Regions from separate parts of the Mus musculus genome. Here all the other regions are linked to region 3. A link is a contact called in public HiCAR-type and capture Hi-C data. All regions are on one chromosome and are shown on one strand. The core of a region is the stretch at or near the end of the contact, and the rest is flanking DNA. Distances in the headings are between cores, read along the strand shown. Region 1 holds the start of Wfdc12 (WAP four-disulfide core domain 12). Region 2 overlaps Stk4 (serine/threonine kinase 4). Region 3 holds the start of Eppin (epididymal peptidase inhibitor).

Evidence for each region. HiCAR-type assays count read pairs that join an accessible place to other places. Capture Hi-C pulls out chosen DNA fragments and counts their contacts.
Region 1: a capture Hi-C map of macrophages shows a contact between it and region 3, with 4 times the contacts expected there. The contact joins the promoter of Wfdc12 here to the promoter of Eppin in region 3. A contact is called at or near these places in 8 of 39 promoter capture datasets (the 3T3-L1 cell line, the C10 cell line, embryonic stem cells and 4 more) and 1 of 9 other capture datasets (macrophages).
Region 2: a HiCAR-type map of astrocytes shows a contact between it and region 3, with 2.6 times the contacts expected there. The contact joins the enhancer-like site here to the promoter of Eppin in region 3. A contact is called at or near these places in 5 of 39 promoter capture datasets (the C10 cell line, cranial neural crest, embryonic stem cells and 1 more) and 2 of 115 datasets of contacts at active chromatin or transcription factors (astrocytes and pancreatic cancer cells).

The regions. Positions count from the first base shown.
Region 1 is chr2:164,187,955-164,192,836 of GRCm38.p6, reverse strand. Wfdc12 (WAP four-disulfide core domain 12) reads left to right here and starts at 2,279. Exons shown (of 3, transcript NM_138684.2): 1 at 2,279-2,399; 2 at 2,551-2,701; 3 at 3,154-3,606. The coding sequence starts at 2,318. The coding sequence ends at 3,178. A730032A03Rik (a long non-coding RNA gene) reads right to left here. Exons shown (of 4, transcript XR_003954086.1): 3 at 2,525-2,675.
Region 2 is chr2:164,139,461-164,144,041 of GRCm38.p6, reverse strand. All of the region lies in intron 10 of Stk4 (serine/threonine kinase 4), which reads right to left. Among named protein-coding and RNA genes, the nearest start is that of Kcns1, 29 kb to the left of the region's middle. Within about 2 kb of position 1,746, at least 64 of the 459 cell types and tissues checked have an H3K27ac peak or open chromatin away from gene starts, as enhancers often do. A contact at or near this core is called in astrocytes, where this site is marked.
Region 3 is chr2:164,591,481-164,596,280 of GRCm38.p6, reverse strand. It overlaps Eppin (epididymal peptidase inhibitor), which reads left to right and starts at 2,710. Exons shown (of 4, transcript NM_029325.2): 1 at 2,710-2,855; 2 at 4,486-4,617. The coding sequence starts at 2,765.

The DNA of each region.
Region 1 (4,882 bases), core at 1,030-3,529, 400 kb after region 3:
GCAGGAAGCATGGTGGCATGCAGACAGACATGGTGCTGGAGGAGCCAAGAGTTCTGCATATTATCCATCTGCAGCCAGGAGAGACTTGTCTTCCAGGTGGCTAGGAGAAGGTTCTCAAAGCTCACCCCTACAGTGACATACTTCCTCCAACAAGGTCACATCTCCTGACAGTGCCACTTCCTGGGTCAAGCATATTCAAGCCACCATAATTAGTAAGAGTAAGGAGGTGGGGAGCAGTCAGCATCTGCCAGCATTCACATGTTTGCTCAGCAAGTCTCCAAGTTCATCTCTGGGACAGACAGACTAGGGAGCCAAGATTCATGGCCCAATAGGAAGCCTGATGGAAGGATCCTCCCTCTCTCTACTTGATTTCAAATCAGTCTCTTTTATACTCCAGGAAGTAGGCACACCCCATTCTCAAATACAAACCTCACTCAAAACTCCAGGTAGCAAACTCAAGGAAAACACCAGCTTAAGCAAAAAGGTCCATGGCTGACCTTGGGGAACTGCTGAAAGAGGAAAGGACTTCCTCAAAAGCACTCTCTTTTCTCATCTCTTCTTTTCATTAACATTTTATTAATTTATTCTCCCCAGTGTCTGGGCTTGTGCAGGACTTTTTTCCATCTGTAGAGCTATCTTGCACCATACGCATAAGCATCACTCTGCCTGTAGGCTCCCCTCCCGAAAGGTCCCCAATCTCAGAGTCCATAAGGGATTCCTATCTCTGAAGGGAGGCAACCCGGAGTCCAAGATGTAAGAGCTGAGTGGGTTGGGAGAGGCACTTCAGGAAATAAAACATAACTCCTATGAATGAAATAGAACCAGCAGATCCATTTTATGAATAAGGAAAGTGAGTTTTAGGAAGGAAGAGCCTTCGGTCACACAACTAGTGACAGGGCCAAGGTCTGCTTCCACCTGTGGTGTGTAGGGGTGATGAAGTGGAAACTTAAGGGCTCTTTGGAGAGTCAGTTATGTTAGATGGTGTTTTGCTGGGGCAAACACATGAAGTGTTTTCCTGAAGTGGCCACAGGTAAAAAGCGGAGGCAGACTCATGTAGAAACATTTCGCTGAAGCAGACACCAGTGAAAGGATGGTCTGCTAAAGCAAGCACGTGAAAGGATATGTGATGGATTCTTCCCTAATGAAACACGGGTATTGGTCCGTCTTACATTGTGTAGTTGACCTGCATTTGCTGGGACTTCCATAGAGAGAAATGCACCAAAAAACTTTTGGTGGTGTGCTGTGGCTTGTTTCAGCTTCTTTCACTTCTGCAGATTCTGGATAATTGGCAGCTTGATGCCAGCTTAGACAGACTCATGTGCTGCGGGGAGACATGTGTGGAGGAAGTATAAAGTAGGCTCGACCAGCAATGGGAGGGAGTTTGGCTTGCTTACATAGCTAAATGCTTGGTGGTCTTGCATCTTTGCTGATCTTTGCTAACCTTTGCTTGGCTGATTGGAACTTCTCCTGGCGTTCCTCCTCGTCCCTCCTGCTGACTTGTGCCGAGGCCGAAGCCTGCCTGTCTCTGCTAGGTAGTCACACTGCTGCTGATTCGTGTTAGCTATCCTGATTCTACCGAACTGGATGGCTGGTGTAGCCATGAAGTGTTTGGGAGTGGATCGAGCCGCTGCTGACTCCTGTGCACTGAACTGCTGATTTCCTGACGGTGCAGATAGGAGTTGCTCCCAAGAACCCTTTCTAAACAGGTCCACTTCCCCCGTATCCTTTCTTTTCCACTACTTCTGGTGGGCAGTGGGCTAGAAAGGAAGTTAAAGTGTTTAAGAACCATCATTAAAAATAGGCTTTAAAAACATTAAAGTAACGGGGTGGCGTGGTTTGGAGCACATAGTGACAGAGCCCTCCTTGGGGTGAGGAAAAAGCTGAGGACCAGTTCAGATATGACAGGAAGAAGTAAGACCTCTGTCTAGGGCGGGCCACCCCGAAAGAGGGCTCAATAGTGAACATCAGATTTGAAGAAAATGGGTCCTGCCACGTGCCGCCAGGCTGTGTGTCCTAGGGTGCCCTTTGTGCAGAGACTTCTTGTGCAAACAGAGGATCTCACAGTTAGGAAATCTTGGAAGGACCCCAAGTCCCTCCCTCAAAATGGTGGCCATTTCTGACAGGGCTTGGAAAGCACAGGCTTCCCCTGTCATCAGCAAACCTTCAGCCCTGCCCATTGCCACGCCCAGCAGAAACAGTAGAAAGCCAGCCTCAGCCTCAGCCTCAGCACCAGCACCAGCACCAGCCTCGGCACCAGCACCAGCACCAGCCTCGGCACCAGCACCAGCACCAGCCTCAGTCTCAGCCTCACAGCAACATGTGGCCAAACAGTATCTTGGTCCTCATGACGCTCCTTATTTCCTCTACTCTGGTAACGGGAGGTGGAGTCAAAGGCGAGGGTAAGTGGGTACAGGCGAGCTGCCTAGAGCTGGGATGGGAACTCCCAGATTATAGGAAGGGATGGAGTGCCCACCCACACACCCCCCCTGCCGATACCACCCCACCCCTTACCCCCACCACTCACCTTGTGCCTTCTTCCACCAAATAAAGAGAAAAGAGTTTGCCCGCCCGACTACGTCCGCTGCATCAGGCAAGATGATCCCCAGTGTTACAGTGACAATGACTGTGGAGATCAGGAGATATGCTGCTTCTGGCAATGTGGCTTCAAATGCGTGCTGCCGGTGAAAGACAACAGTGAAGAGTAAGTAGCTCCCAGTGCTGTGCGCGGCCCTCCCACCTCCCCAGTCTCTGTCTCCTGGAAGCATGGAAGAGCGAGCGATTCTTGGAGTCAAGGGGCAGAGAGACTGGGGTGAGCTTATGGGATCTCAGAGACCAGAGGCCTTGACCGTCTCCTTTGTACAAAGGGGAAGGCGTGACAGGGATGTCAACCAAGCAGAATCAGGTGAAAGCCCCTGGGCTTTCCCTCCTCCCAGGACTGCTCACACAAGTCCCACTCTGTCCTTTCCTCCTCTAAACTTGCTGTCACCTAGCACCTGCCCCGGGGGTCCACAGGCTTAAAGTATGGGAGAAACGGGCAGCCCGTGGGCAACCTGGTCTCCGAGTCCTTGTGTGCAAAAGAAGGAACAGCCTATCCATCCAGCCTGTCCCCAGTGTGAGCATCCCTCTTCAGCGGGTTCTCCTCCTCTTTTGTAGACAGATCCCTCAGAGTAAGGTGTGATATCTCATAAAAATGGCCTCAGAGGACTGCTTCCACCGTGGAAGGACACAGCAAGAAGATACAAAGACCAGAAACCAGGCCTTTCCAGATACTGGATCTCTGGGCACCTTGATCTTGGACTCCCCAACCTCCAGAACTCTGAGAAATAAATGTTGTTTATAGGCCATTCAGTCTATGGTAATTTGTTACAGTGGTCCAAATAGACTAATACAACTTAATAGTTTAAAAAAAAATCCTTGTTCAATATTATGTGTGTGTGTATGTGTGTGTGTGTGTGTGTATGTTTGTTTGTGTGTTTGTGTGTGTATGTATATGTATGTACATATACATGCATGAATAATTCTGGAAATATACATTTTTTTGGAAAAACTATTAAACTTTATTATATGACATTTTTTACAAATCTGAATAAATAGGATAAAATTGTCCATAATACGATTTTTTTAAAAAAAGATATGCCTTTACAGCTGGCCAAAGGTAAAACAAAGTGACTCTGGAGTTGTGAATTATTTATCCCTAAGTGAGACACCTGTATCACACAGCAACCACCACCACCACCAAGCTCAGAGAACATCTAGGAAAAGCCTGGAAGATTGGCACAGATAATGTCTTCTGTGCATGACAGGGCCGCTGTACTCATAAATTCACAGCAACTGTTGTAGCCAGCACAAGACCTGCACAGATCAGTCTAGTCACCCTTAGTAGAGGAGCCATGTCTGTTGACGGCCACTAGAGGGGGCAGAGTCATCGTTCCTCAGTGGTGTGGCCCGTGGTGGGGTGCCAGTGCCCCAGTGGATGGTACTGCACACCCACGGGTGTATGGGCACACTAATTAGATTCAGTGGGTTATTTTTAAGAGAGAGAGGAATTGGGATTGAGAGGGAAGTGTGGAGAGGAATCAGGGGGACTTGGAGGGAGAAATGAGAGAGATGATCTAAATACATTTTGTTTGTGTATTAAAGTACTAGAGAATATATAAAATATGTGCGTGTGTGTGCACGCATGTGTGTGTGTGTGTGTAATTTCTTACATATTGCATATAGAATACAATGCATATATATGCCTGCTTTTCTGCAAACACCAAGTGTTCACAAGGCAAGGATGTCCATCCTGATCAACATCGTTCATATATAACTACAATCTAAACCCTCTAGAATTTGCAATCTCAATTAAGCTGTCGCCACAGGCACCGGCCATCCACAGCTTCCTGCTGTTTACAGGGTGTCATTTCATCATCCCATGCTATACAACGTGTCCTTGTGTGGAGAAACATGGCTTTACGATGAGAGGATTGAGGTGTTCTGGCTGAAATACTGCAGTTTGTCTGAACAACATTAAAAATGGGTAAACTGGGAGGGAGGCAGAGGCAGGTGGATTTCTGAGTTTGATGCCAGCCTGGTCTACAGAGTGAATTCCAGGATAGCCAGAGCTATACAGAGAAACCCTGTCTCAAAAAAATAAAAAAAAATAAAAATAAAAAAAAAATGGGTAAGCCAGGTATAGACTCCTCCTCAAGTGATGCAGGAAGCTGAAAGATACCACAAGGAAGGGCTTCTAGCCACACTAAGTAGACATTCATCTGTTTGCTCAAGCAGAAATTACAGAAGGGGAGAATGGGAGGCAGGCAGAAATGAGCTAAAATGTTTATTCTGGAATAAAGGAATCTAAGGATGTTGCAACCATGCAGGGAGTGTCAGTGTATGG
Region 2 (4,581 bases), core at 497-2,996, 450 kb after region 3:
AAACTTCAGGGTGACTTAATTATGGTTATTTATAAAACTGTACATATCAGTCAAAGCTCATCAACCTTGTACATAATGGAAGCAAATTTTATATTATGTAAATTAAAACTCAATAAACCTGACTTTACAAGACAAATACCTACATATCAAAAATTGCCAGTTGTAAGGTAATGTAAGGGCATTTACAGCCTTACATGTGTGTACTAAAAAGGAAAGAGCGACTCTATGGTTGTCTATATTATTTCTGCAGTTGCCAGGCCTGAGTGGAGAGCCTTGTACAGGCTCGGTGAAGGTTCTACCATGGAGCTGAAAGCCCAGAACTAATGCCAATGCATTAAAGACTTAAGACAAAACCAACATTTCACAGGGGCAAAACCCAATTCACCCAGAATGAAACAAGAATACGGACTGGAAGTCTGAGAACACTGACAGAGCTGATGAGCTAGACTTTATAATGTCCTCAAACGAGAGTTACTGACACGGCCAGGACAGACAGACAGACAGGGCATCACACAGCAAGGTGTTTTCTCTGCACGCTGGAAACGTTAACCCCTAACTGCCAGTACTGGCAATATGACTAAGGATTGACCATGAAAGAAGTCAAGAGCCACCATGGGCCCCAGCTCTTGCCACGGTGCTAATGCTGTGATTCTCAGCAAATCAAGCAAAATGACCAGAGCAGACCTACATACATACAAGACCAAGGCACACAAAAGAGAAAGCATCTAAACTGCAAGTAGGAACCAGCATTACTTGATGAGGAGGCAAGATTCAAGGATCTAGCTATATGGTAATTCTTTTAAGACGAGGTCTTACTAGGTAGCCAAGGCCAGCCTCCAACTTTCAGGACCCCTCCCCTTCTTCAGTCTCCCAAAGTGCTAGGATCATAGCTGGGCAGCCAGCTGCTGTACAGTATAACAGGAGCCACCTTAACATCCATCGGCTGTCAACATGGCTGGCATGTAGCACACTTCTGCACACATGTTCCTTTCATTCGATCATCACTTACAGCTAACGTGTAATGTGACTATAGATAGGGAATCTGAGGTGTCAGGAGTCACATAATTAATCCTCGTTTTCAAGGTTACAATCAGCAAGCATCAGCGAAGACTAAAACCAGATCTGCTTCTGGTTAAGTCTGCAGTTTCAATGAAATCAGAACCCAGAGTCTCTTGGGACGGACTTAACTCTCACCACCTCAGGAGAACCAACAACAGGCTTGTTCTGAGCAGCATTGGAATATAGGAGTACGCGTGAGCTTCCAGCCTCGGTTGGACTATAAGAGTATGCGTGAGCTGCCAGCCTTGGTTGCCACAGGGAGACAGCAAAGTGGCCTTCAGAGGGCCTTGTAGGACCCACCCTGCAGACTTGTCTGCAGTTCTTAGGATCTATTTCGGAGCTAGTCTGGACTCAGATATCTAGCTGACTAAGTGTTTGAGATTAAAACTATCCTTTAACATCAGAGAATGAAAGGAGCCAGGCAGTCTTGGATCAGGCAGTCTCAGACCCCAGCAGAGCAAATGAAAACAGCCTCAAGCTGGAGCAATGTTGTTTTGTGCTTTCTGTTTAGTGTATGTTTTGTTTTATTTTTGTTGTGTGTTTCAAGTGACCCTTGGGGACACAAACCACAGCATTTAAGTTTTGTTTTCAATGCCACCTCAGTAACTGCTATAAGCTGAGCTCAGATCTGATACTGCAATCACAGCAGAAGCAGGCGGCTGTGGGTTCTGAGACAAAGACGCCATTCACTGGCCGTGCAGATTCTCAGTGTATCTGCACAGCAGCTTTCCCTGGCGAGCCTGACGCGTGTCTTTCGGATTGCTATTTCTGGCCACGTTTCTGAAAGTAAGGAGCACAAGATCTCACTAGATTCCACGGTACAAGTGAGCCCAGTCTCAGCGTACTTTAAAACTGGCTCTACAGAAAACAGACAAGAAGTTGAAACAAAACAGTGTGTCCTGTGAGGACACATTTAGAAGAGTCTTCCCACCTCCTAGTGAGGACACAGTGGCATGTGGCATTTACCCAGGCCAGCTCCTGGGCATTCACTTGGCACCACCAGGCCAGAGACCTAAATACAACTCAGTCTCCTTCACCTTTCTTCTAGCCCAGGAGTGTAAGGAGAAGAAACCTCTCCAAAAAGATTGAAACCTAAATAAACACCAGACGACCAGAGAGCTGGCGGGAAGGATACCCTGGCTACTTCACATACTTAGCTGAGGGAGGAGGTGTCCTACAAATGAAAGTACAAAGACTCAACCCGAGGCAGCTCTCTGGTAGTCAAGGATTCCTGGCTTGATAAATTGGAATAATCTCAACTAACCCAAAAGGCCAAATACACTGACTGATTAGGTCAACTAAATTATACACTGCAATGGCTATTATATGACCATAAGCAAGTATTTTAAGCCAGGAATGGTGGTAGCTACCTATAACAACAACAATAAAAGGGAAGTTGAGGCAGGAAGACCATGAATTTTGAAGTATAGCCTAGGCTATACTGCTAAACTTTATCTCAAAAAATATTTTTAAAAAGGCCTGACTACGGGGCTGGCAGAGGCTCAGCAGTACTGTTCTTCCAGAGGAGCTGAGCTCAGCTCCAAGCACCCACAGCAGGTGGCCCCCATGTGTCAGGAACTCCAGTTCCAGGGAGACCCAATCAACATCACTGGCCTCCGCTGGTACCTGTACTCACGCTCACACATCCACGTACATAACTAAAACCAGTAATTTACTAAAGATGGTTCTGCAAAGATTTTTAAATATACAATGAAACAGGCTATGTTAGATGACAAAATTAAAACTATAGGCAGAAAGATTTCAGCTGTGTAAGACTGAAACTTACATATAAGCATAGAAAACTGGACGGAAGCACATCAAAATAAAGAAATTGTTGCTTGAGAGTGATAAATAGCAAGACATCTTTAAGTTTTTCTAGAATCTCTAAACTTTCTGAAATGCGCATAAAGCATTCTTTCTACAGCTGGAGTAGAGGCTGTATAATCCCCAAGAAGACCAAAGCAACACCGGAAACCAAGAAAGAAAATAACATTTATTAAATGCTTAATATAGGCAGGGGCACCTATATATTTTATACACATTTCATCACGTTGTACTCACCAACTCCTTCAGAAAAGTGTAATATGGGGTGGGGGTTGGTGTGGGGGTGAGGGTGGGTGTGGGTGTGGAGGGTAGTTGTGAGCTGCCTGATGTGAGTGCTGGCGATCAACCCTGGGTCAGAAGAGTTCCCATCCACTCAGCCGTCTTTCTAGTCTGTTCAGCAGATAAGGAAATCTGGTGGTGAAATGGATGCAAAGGCTGACAGAGAGACTCCCATGGCTCTCTCTACTGCATGTACTGACCCTTTGACCTCACTGGTACAACACAGTTCCTTTACTGGTAAAACTGATTTTGAATGGTGCTATAACTCAGGAGTCTGGGTACAAGGGGCAAATCTGCAAAAGTCTAGAGCAGTGGTCCTCAACCTTCCCAATGCTGTGGCCCTTTACCACAGCTCCTCATGCTGCGGTGACCCCAACCATAACATTATTTGGTTGCTGCTGCCTAACTATAATTTTGCTACTGTTACAACATTGTAATGTAAATATCTGGTATGCAGGATATCGGATGTGTGACACTCCCTTCCCCTACAGAGGGCGTGACTCACAGGTTGAGAACTACTGTCCTAGACACTCAGGGAAGTTGTCAGACTGGAACTAAACATACTTCTTACCGAACAACAAACCAGACCAGGCATTGCTGGTGAAAGCACATCAGCACCACAGACTCAACCACAGCAGATGTCGCGATACAAGAAAAGACAAGAATCAACTGACAGGGAAGACCCCGGGTATCTACTCATCAGAGTGCCAAGGAAACAGACATCTACAGACCCGGTTACGAGCTCCAGGACTAGGCAACTGTACCAAATGTGCCCTCCAAATGGTCCCTGACAACGGGACAAGCAGCACAGTGACTAGGAGAGCTTAAGAGAAAAATTAAAAGCCCCACACGCACAGCCAAAGTGTGCCTGCAGCAGCCGAGAGCCTCCTCACTTTCCTTCAGCTCAGAGCCTTCTGGTCAGAAATGATCAATTTTGCTTGGCAGAAAGGCATCAAGACATAGAAGAAATGCTTTGAATCAAGTTCTGTAGAATCAGCCCGTTTGAGATGCACTGAAGTCAAGGCCAAAATCAATATGTGTTTCACAGTTCTTTTGGAGGCTTTTTAAGACAGGAATACTGAAACTCCAAGTCTCAAGTAGAAACTTTCTCTCTGTAGAAACAAGCCACATTTAGATGCAGATACCTCTAAATTAACCACTCATTCTGAAAATCCTTAGCTGTCAGCAAAAGAAGCTAAGAAAGATTTGAATCTGGGTGGCTACCTTACAATTTACACCAAGACAAATTGCAAATGGATTACATATTGGAAGAAAAAAAATAAAACAAAGCAGAGATTAATATTTTTATAGTCTTAGGATATAAAATATTTTTGTAAATGAGATGGCATTCTACAAACTGAAGTTAATAAATCAAAATACAGAAATTTAAAATGTCTGAATAGTTAGATACTATATGTA
Region 3 (4,800 bases), core at 1,461-3,960:
GTAGACCAGGCTGGCCTCGAACTCAGAAATCCGCCTGCCTCTGCCTCCCAGGTGCTGGGATTAAAGGCGTGCGCCACCACGCCCGGCTTTGACTGTAAATTTGTTCTAAGCTTCCTTTCTTTTCCTAGTGCAATTAGTCTGTGACATATGAAAGTTTACAGAGCTCTATTTGCAGCTTTTATTCTACGGGAGGGGGTGAAATTACCTGTTTCAATTTAAGAGGTCTATGAAATCATTATCAGGGATTATGAAATCATCAATTTGAAGTATACAGCATTACCACATAAGAATACATCTTCATGTTGACCTGCAGGAAATTTGACCAATAGGGTGGTGGGCTGGTGCCCAGGAATCGCTAGGCTATGTAACAGTGGCAGGAAAGGTATATCAGCATCGAGAAGCAATCCTGAGATGAAGTCTCTGGGGACTTTGCCTCCAGAGCACACCCATCGAACCCATGCCAAATGGCGGGGCATCTCCAGAAAATTCACTTGTTTGCCGTAGCCTTTCCTTGTCCTATTAACTTTGTGTAATATTAATTACAATATATAATTTCACATCTTCCAAATACCCCCATGCTCCTCTGCTCTTTTGACCCACCCAGTATCTTCCCAACCATCACTCGACTAGCCACACCCCTGTGTGTCTACTTTTATACCTCCCAGTCATCCTACCTGCCTTGCTCAAACAGAGAGATAGACTGAGAGTTTATCTTAACCCTGTCCTGCTTTAAGGACCAGTTGCTAGACAGTGACCTGCTGGATGGCTCTCAGAGCCTGTCTGGGAGAGCAGATGTCCAAGTTAGCAATGCAGTCAGATGCACTAGGAGCAATGCTGGGAGCCATCCACACAACAGGGCCTGGTCTGATGGAGAAGCATGAGTTGCCACCTACAGGTCAGTGTGTTCTGGTTCTTCCTAAGTCACTCATTCTGAGCAGATTTCTCCTAGAACGAAGGTATACGAAGGCTACGACCTTCTGTAAAAGAAAGAAGAAAAGGAAGGCAAGGACCGGCTGAGTGTGTCCTAACCAGTTTGTTCCATGAATTAAGTGTTAGAAGGAGTCCAAACCCAAGATACATCCTAGGCCCCAAAGACATGCATTTCATGTCAGCTGCTTGGAAAATGACATGCACGTGTACTGACATGCAACTCAGACAGGTCAAATAGAATGTGGTAAAATAACCTGGACATGTTAGCATCTTTTTTATCCCCTGAGAGAGTTTAAGGAAGAAGGCAGATTTAGCCTTCAGGGGTCATCAGGAAGTGTTTTAACCGTAGTCCTTCAGCCTGTCTCTACTGACATGGGCTACTTTTGTTTCCCTTCGGACTAGGGTTACAATTCTTTCCTTCAAGTCTACAATAAATTAGATCCTCATCACCAGCCAGTGGCCTGAGGTGGAGACTCACAGACTCGGTGCCCTGGAATCCTGTCTCGCACATTCACTGGCTGGGTGATACTTGTTAGAATCCTTTCTGCTCTGGGTCACATAATCCTGCTGCAAGATAAAATACCCCAGGGTCTTTCAGATTAGAAACACCAAGTTTTCGCCTGCTGGCTGTCTTTGAGAGAATACAGAAGTCCAAGAAGATCAGGTTGTCTAGTAGAAATTCTATTTCTAAGACCTGAGCTGTAGGTCCATGGGAGAGTGTCTCCCAGCCTATGCAGATCTGGGCTTAATCCCCAGCAAAATCATTTTAGCATTTTTGAGAAATAATCCTTAAGTGACATTGCAAATCTGCTGATATGGGATTTCCATGGGGGTTCTGCCTCTGATCCCGATGATGAGGCTGTGTGCTTAGCTATCACATAAAACAAGTTGAGAACAATGACCTGCACAATATGTTACCAGCACAGGGAAAGAAAGTAGAATCTGGCTGTTAATATTTTCCCTTTCGCAGAGAGCTTCTCTGCCTTCTAGCCCAGTGTTCAGCAGCTGGTACTGGAGATGCACAACTAGGAGGGGGCTGCTCACGTGTGCACCCTTCTTCTGACAGCACACTTAGTATCCAGCAGCTCTACAGTGTTGTCCTTGATTCAGCTGTAGTCTCTCAGACCCGTGTCTTTATTTCAGTGTCTTCTCAGGCAACACTCTGTCATGTGGTGGAGGCTCCCTGCGCTCTGCAACATTCAACAACACTGTGACAAATGCTATCTAAAGACTCTGTTATCCACCTGGTTTCTCCCCAGTCCTGTGCTCTCTTTGGCAACTCTTTACTCTTTGGCCTTCATTTAAAAAAAAAAGTGTCCCTGAGAGATGATAAATGGGAAAACGGTGGGAAGAAACTGTGGGAGAGGGAGAAGGGAACACAGAGACCTTGGACCTACCATGGGAATAAACATGAAGAGATATTAAGACAATAGAGAGTGTGCTTAACGGAGTGAGTGTTTTAAAAGTGGTAAATTAATGGTAAAGAGGGCATGCCACATTAACTTTGAGTTATCAAGATGAAGGCCCAAGAGGACAGCATTGACCCTCAGTGCAGCATGGATGGTGTAGAGTACACTTTGGGCACTACCCTGGTTGACCAGAATGCTAGCCCTATGCAGTCCAAGCAGAAAGGCTTTCTCCATAGATGTGGGCTGTGAATGTCATTAGCTCCACTTATGATCTCGAGAACTTGGTGTTCCCAGCAAGATAGTAGGTGACTGGCTTTTCTCCAGCTCTTACAGCCAAGGTACAGCCTACTGAGAGAATCGGATGGGCGAAGGCAGCAGACATTTCCATGTTCTAGAACTACCAGCCAGGCCAGCCCCTCGCCAGAATGAAGCTTTCTGGATTTGTGAGCATTCTTGTGCTATTTGGCCTGCTTGCAAGAGTCCAGGGACCTAGTCTAGCTGACTTGCTGTTTCCCAGTAAGTACTGTTTTTTTCTAGTGTTGTCTGGGAGAAAGGGAAGTTTACTGGAAGGAAGAGACAAAGAACAATTCCTCAGGTGTGGGTCACCTTTCTACAGCTCCTTCCTGGGTGTGGCTCAGGAGAGGAGAGAGATACTTATAAGGTCTCTTAGTGTTACAACGACCTCTGTGTTGATACAGGGACAGGGGTCTGGGGAAACACCTTCAAAGTCCCTTTAAAAAGGGGAGGTGAGGAAGGGTTATGGTTCCAACATTAATGGGAAGACCTTTCACCTCTTAAAGAAGTAGACAGACATATTTGTCTGGGGGCTCTGGGGTCAGAGTTGGTGGGTTGTACAGAGTTGGTAGCCTGGTGATCTTGAGCAAAATATTTAATTTCCACGTGTCCTCTCTGGAACTTGATTTCTTCATTTTAAACGAATTTTGGCCCTACAGCTTTGTGGTGAAGAAACAGGACAGAGTAAAGCTTCCCCCCACGGTGACCGCTCTGCAGGTATTAGCTAACATTTGCTTGTGTTCACTATCTCATTTAATCCTCACAAGAACTCTACGAGAGGAAGTCCTATCAACACTCCTGTTTTATTCTTTTAATTTAAAATTTTGGAATTTTAAACATTAAAATATAATTTTCCCCTTCCTTTTCTTCCTTCCAATTCCTTTTACATACCTGCTCCCACTCCGTCTGAAACTACGGCCTCTTTTTCTTTAATTGTTGCTGTTATCTGTGTGTGTGTGTGTGTGTGTGTGTGTGTGTGTGAGAGAGAGAGAGAGAGAGAGAGAGAGAGAGCCTAAATAAATACAGCCTGCTGTGTCTGTTTATTATTTTCTGTATGTATATGATTTCAGGGCTGACCATTTGGTATTGGATAAGCAATTAAATTAGGGGGGTCTTCCCTGGGAAAGACTATTTCTCCTGAACTTAGCACCCCTTAGTTGTATATAGCTCTTTGTCCGTAAACTTCCCTCTTTGAAACTAGAAGACACAGAATTTAAAGAATGTGCCCACCATCACAAGGCTACCAGCATTCAACCAACTAAAGATTTTTCTACGATAACACCTGTATTAACCCGTTGAAAATTGTATACAATGTATTTAGGATCCTGTTTCTCCTCCACAACACACACACTCCCGGCAGAGTTAGGATTCCAAAACCCAGCTGCAGGTGGGGGAGGAATCACTGTGCAATGTTGCCCTCTAGAGGAAAACAGCAACACGACATAACTGAATAGCTAGAACAAAGGAAACAGAGGCTGTAGTGGAAAGGGTCTACTCCCAAGGAGGCATTCCCAGGGTCTGGAGAGTGTCTGGATTGTTAGGAGATGGATGGAGTGCCCAGGATGTCTAGTACATGAGGCCAAGGTGGCTGTTAAAGGTTCCACAAAGCACAGGGCAGCTCCCATGGCCAACAGGTGATTGTCACCAGTGTTGAAAAGTTCTGCCCCAGCAGCTGGGGGGTAGCAGGGATGGAGGGAAGAAGGTATGGAGGAGTGTTGAAGAGGTTAGAGTGGGTAGTGATGGAAACGGGAGCAAAGAAAAGGCTTCCTTCACCGTGAGCAAATTTGAACATGAGCTTCCCTGCACTCTCAAATCCGAAGGCCCAGAGGCTGAAGGACTGTTTCTTTCCTAGGGAGATGCCCCAGATTCAGAGAGGAGTGTGAACACCAAGAGAGGGACCTTTGTACCAGGGACAGGGACTGCCCGAAGAAAGAGAAGTGCTGTGTCTTCAACTGTGGAAAGAAATGCTTAAACCCCCAACAAGGTAATAATACCAAGGGCTTTGGAATACCACAAGCCTTTTACCATGCCTCCTCTTCTGCCCACCTGGGCTGCCAGTGCCCCATGGGTCACTGGGGGTGGGGGTGGGTGCTGGGTAAGATTGCTGCCTTCGGGGTCCTGTGGGATAGATCCATTACAGATTCTGGTGAGGTTGTGGCAGTGATGT